Regions from separate parts of the Zea mays genome. Here region 2 is linked to region 1. The links are chromatin contacts, called in public Hi-C maps. All regions are on one chromosome and are shown on one strand. Each heading gives the region's core, a stretch centred on a gene start, on an enhancer-like site or on the middle of the called end of the contact. The rest is flanking DNA. Distances are from core to core; before and after follow the strand shown.

The links. Hi-C and Micro-C count contacts between places; a contact is called where the count stands out from the background.
Region 2: a contact with region 1 is called in a Hi-C map of leaf, with 2.8 times the contacts expected there. The contact joins the promoter of LOC103634590 here to the enhancer-like site in region 1. A contact is called at or near these places in 11 of 25 Hi-C or Micro-C datasets (bundle sheath, ear, endosperm and 4 more).

The regions. Positions count from the first base shown.
Region 1 is chr1:53,144,394-53,147,093 of Zm-B73-REFERENCE-NAM-5.0, forward strand. No RefSeq gene overlaps it. Among protein-coding and RNA genes, the nearest start is that of LOC103634601, 69 kb to the right of the region's middle. Within about 2 kb of position 1,313, at least 19 of the 20 cell types and tissues checked have an H3K27ac peak or open chromatin away from gene starts, as enhancers often do. A contact at or near this core is called in bundle sheath, ear, endosperm and 3 more, where this site is marked.
Region 2 is chr1:53,040,762-53,043,461 of Zm-B73-REFERENCE-NAM-5.0, forward strand. It overlaps LOC103634590 (WUSCHEL-related homeobox 6), which reads right to left and starts at 1,259. Exons shown (of 3, transcript XM_008656954.2): 1 at 255-1,259. The coding sequence starts at 1,005.

The sequences.
Region 1 (2,700 bases), core at 63-2,562:
CACTTGAGTGTGGAAAGGGTCGAGAGAAACTCGGTCCTTTAGTGGACTCCTCGATGGAGACGTAGGTTTCGTTGTGAAACCAAACTACGATAAACAAATTATCGTGTTCGTGTGTCCTTTCATTCGAAATTTGTTTTCTCCTTTCCTCCCTAAGTTCTCTTTCGTTGATCTTCATCTAAATTATCCATTGTTGCTCTAAGTCTTTAGATTCTACACATTCATAAGAGCAACATATTGCAAGACGAACTTATCCCTTATTCAATTGACCTACATCGTGTTCTAACCAATTAATTGAGATCAAGTTTTGTTTTTAAGTTGTAAATTTTAGGTTTCGTCTATTCATATCCTCTAGATGACGTTTAGTATTCCAACAGTTCCATGTAAAAGATCCCCATATGTAAAGGGACAAGAAAAGTCCATGTACATATAGGGGAGTATTATGCTCCCATATATTTATGTCGTTTATTTACGATATTAATCTCGTGTGAGCTCCAAAATACAGTAATAATGTGTATTAGAGTAGTATAAATATAGTATATTTTTAAAAATTTCAAAAAAAAATGTTAAATAATTGAGTTACGTTATAGGGAGCTATATATATATAGAAAATGGTTGGAGACAAACTATATCTAGGAGAGAATATTTTAAGGGATGATAGTAAAATATATTAGAAAGTACTATATATGAGAGGAGGCGTACAAGAGAAATGGTTCGAGACAGAAAAATGTTGCGGGAGGTGAAAATATAGAGACGAGAATATATACCATAGTGGAATGAATATAGAGGGAAAAATTAGTGGTACTGCTGCGACAGCCTGAAGCACAGAGGAAGGAAGGCTCCAAGCCTACGTGGTCCCACCTTCAGGGTGACTAGGGCTGACGTGGTGTGGAGTGGACGTGACAGTGCCCTTGCAGGCAGTGGCAGGCGTAAGGGTCAGTTCCTGCAGGCAGGTAGCAGCAGTGCAACGCGGACGATGCAAAGAGATCCTCGCGGCGACCCATCACCCATCATTCCGCTTCCGCCGTCCACGTCTCCCCGCGTAAAAAGTGAAGGAGAAACGCGCGGACGAGTGGACGACGGCGAGCAGCGGAGGTAGATGACAAGGGGCGCAGCGGCGTGGGTTGGGCTCCTGGGTCGGTCGCGCCAGTCCGTGCTCTGCTCGCAGCACGCAGCGACGCGCTAGGACTGGGACGAAGGTCGTGCAGGGAAAGCGACAGCGCGGCAGGGCCAGAAAATGCTGTGCCGCCCCGCCCGGGATCGGGAGGCGACGACGCGGGGACTGCGGGCGCGGGGCGGGTCCGGCGGGGGCAGGGCACGGCGTCACGCCTGTCGGCACCCGCGTGCTGCCGCTTCCGCGCGCGGCTCAGCTCGCCCGACCCTGTCCGATCCGCACGTAGCTTTTCGCCGACCTCCTCGCGTCCGCTTCGACCTGGGTCGACGCGCCGGCTGGCGGTTGTGTGGGGGCGCCCATGCGTTCTCTTCTCGCCATGAAGATCCGCGGGCGGTATCCAGGATCCAACCCATCCGTCCATCGGAAGTTTTACTACTACTCACTACTACTGCCAAGTGTACTAGCTCCGCCACTCGCACTACCGTCCTGCTATGCTACCACCAGTAGTACAGAACTACGAGTACTCTATTTGGCTGATGCATGCAGGCATCTGTGCGCCAGAGCCGGCCCGTCCCATCCCCACTCACTTCACTGCACTTTTGGTTGCTTCCTGCTTCCCGCACAAAATTGTACTCCGCCGGCTCGAATCAATTTTATTACTCCAGCAACTCAACTTTACCGCGTCTGTCGTCACATAATAACTGATTTTTAGAGTTCAGAATGTGTCATATGCATCCTTAGGTATAAGATAACACAACTTTACTGGTCTCGCTTCTGGAAACAGCTTCTTTGTCGAGTGTCTGAAGCATTCGGTAAAGCCTGGAAAAGACTCAGCGAAGGCTTTACTAAGTGTGACACCCAACAAATAATTGAATAAGACTCGGTGAACTGTATATCGACAACGACTTCTTTGTCAAGTAATTTTTATCGAGCACTTACATAGAGCCGGTTTCCGATAGTGCCTCTTCATGAAGTGTACGTAATGACCGTAATATTCATAGGGATACATACAACTTTTTATGACATTATTTTTTCCATCTTAAATTTAGAAATACAGTTACTTTATTACTACTGGCCTGGCGTGACGGCACATGCACGTGACGGCGGACTTATAGCTTCTGTACATGCATATATTGGTAGGCGTACTTGCTTTTCCAACCTGAAATCTTTCCGAAAACCAGGAGTCCAGGCGACTATAGGACTGTCGTCTTCCGGTACGACGACGGCTCTAATTAAGTGTAAAATGTATTGCATCATTGCATGCATGTCAGTACATGTAGTAGTAGGTCCCTGGGGACGAGCCTTTTTTTTTTCGAATTTCCAATTAATTAGCTGGGGTAGAAGGCCACGCTTTGCTAAACGTTTACGGACACTACTGTGTGGGAACATGAACATTTATTTATTAATTTCTTGCGAGTTGCGAGTTGCAAAATTCTCTGGCGCATGCACGGCACGACCGTCGGCCGAAAAGTTCGGCCGTGCGAGGTGGACAAAACAAAACAAACCGACCGCGACCTGGACAGGAATTCCATCGCGTGTACTACCCGCTACTGCTGTTCACTGTCCCAAGTCCTTACCAAACCAATGAT
Region 2 (2,700 bases), core at 9-2,508, 100 kb before region 1:
AAGACCCAAAATAAAGCATGCGAGCCCAAAAGAACCAAGCTAGATCTCCTCGAATTCTGCATCAATTCCCTGCTACTTCGTCAACGAAAATACACGGACAAAATTGTAGTGGCGAGAACCAACGTTTTGACGTTTTCCATCAAAATCGTGTGGAGAAACACATGCATGAAATAGACGAAAGCCACCGATCCAAAAATTCGAAGACGAAACACGCAACAATTAAGCAAGATTAGTGTTCGGTAGTGTGTACTCACCTGCAGGTGATTCGCATGAGTAATACTGCTGGTGGTGTGCGTTGGAGCTCGGTGCCACAGAGGCCGAGGCGACGGTGCTCGCCGCCGCGAACCCCATCTGGCGGGAGATGGCGAAGAGATCGTCGCTGCCGCCACTGCTGTCCACGTCCCCCATCAGCCCTGTCGCCAGCGGCGACGAAGCGCCACACGACGCCTGGAAGTACCCACCGCCGCCGGTGCCGGGCACCCCGGCGGCTCCGAGCGCGAACAGCCCAAGAGAGGAGCCGCCAGTGCTTCCCGACGACGAGGAGGAGCTCGCCTGCTGCTCATACTGGCAGGCGGCGGTCCCGCCCATGGCCAAAGGATATTGTAGAGCGCCAGAAGGAAGGCCGACGGTTGCGCTAGCCGCGGGAGAGCTGTTGTTGGACGCGGAGGATGCCGCCGCCGCCGCCGCCGCCGCTGCGGCGGCCTGCATCTGGCGCTGGCGGCGGCGCGAGCGGGAGCGGCGGTTCTGGAACCAGTAGAAGACGTTGGCGTCCCCGACGGCGCCGAAGCGCTCGAGCAGCTTGCGGATGCGGACGGTTTCATCCTTGGGCGGGTTGACCATGCCGCTGTTGAAGATGGACTCGAGGATCAGTATCTGCTCCGGCTTCGGCGTCCACCGCGACCGCGCCGGCTCCCCGGTGCCCCGGCCTCCGCTACCGCCGCTTCCCCGCTCCTCGGGGCTGCCGCCCGACGACTGCCCGTCCGGGCTGTTGCTGCCCCCCTCCATCGATCGATCGAACTGCTAGCTGGTTAGGTGAAGAAGAACGTTGGTTCAGATTGGAATCTTTGGTTCTTGGATGGTTGTGTGTGCGCGCGACACACGATCGAGTAGTAGCGCGCACACACACACACTACGTACGTGTGAGAGGTGGGAGGGGCAGTAGATTCGGTGCTTCGACTTGGAGAGGATCGAGAGAGAAGTGGCTAGCTTGAGGAAGAGAGGCACCCGGTTTAGGAGACAGCCACGCTTGCACACTCATGCCTTTGTTGTGTGGTTGTACTTATAGGAGGGGCGGGGCCGGGCTACTAGACGATACTGAGCCATAGCTATCTTTTACTCTACTGGAGAGTGGTAAAAAAATTGTTTTTTTACTGCAAGCTTATCATTGTACGTAAAAGGGAAAACAAGTTCCATGTTGGTTAGGAGAACCGGAGGAGGAGCAAAGCGCTTTTCTATATAGTGCTGCTTATTAGGTGCTAGTTAACCAGCTTATTAAAGAATTTTAATTTCTCCACTAGCTAGTCTGATGATTGACGCCCAGTAATTGAACTCGGCACATATATTTATTACTAATATTAAAAGTACCGAGGAACATTTGACATTCCCTTGTTCTTTATCTCAGGAGAGATCACTGGAGGACGACACTTTGGGGAGGTGAATGATTATGTACTAAGAACATTCCATGTGAAGCTTTCCTGATGTTTGATCGCTATGGAAATTCCTTTCTACTTTTGCAAGGGTACAAACTGGTGGAGAACCCACTGCTGGCGTGTCTCCAGATATATGTATATATATATATATATTCACCAGAAGCTAGGTCACATCTCATATGGCAAGGATTTAGCTTGCTTGTTGAAGGAATTTTAGTGCTTATACATTGTGCTCTTCTTGGCTAGGAGTACTTGTGAGGTGTTAGGCCTTAGTTTAGGAGAAAACCCAGGAGAGAGTAGGTAGCATGATGACTAAGATGCCCACTGATTACTATCGGTGGGTTTTATGGGTGCAGTGCAGTGTGCAGTGTTTCTAGTGATAGCAACATTGTCTGGACGGCGTAATAATGGCCCAAGAAAGAAAAAAGAATCTTTACCTGCAGGTTCTTCGTATCTAACCCTCATCTCTGTAGCTATACTTCTATTTAACAACCCTCATATAATAAGCTTGCAGCTCATATTTTATTATTAGACGCAAAATTTGTTTGCGCGTGATTGCCTAGCTTTGATTCATCTGTGTTAGCTAGCCTGTGACTCATCTCCTCCGATCCTCAGCCGTGTTACTGGGCTCTCCCTGGCATGACAAAAGTTGCATTTTGTTATACATATGCTTGCAAGAGACGCTGCAACAGATAACCGAAACGACGTCGTCTTTTGCCTTAAATATTTTATTATTTCGCACAAATATATTTGCACGCTGCACTTGATTACTTTTTGCAGCTAACGTCCATATGGAATGACGGATTAGGTTCCTCTCCAATCAAATGGTGAGTTGCATCGATCAACATCACATAAAGAGCCCGGCTCGCGTGGCCATCATATCACGCGCGCGCCCAATACGTAAACAAATAAGAACAGACATCCGTGATTTCAACTCTCGTTCAACCATGAAAGAGAAGCACCCCAGTTCCCACTATCGCCACACCAAATTGTCTTATTATCCTAAATTTATGGGTAAACGACCAATTGTTTTTTTCTCTCTGTAAATGAA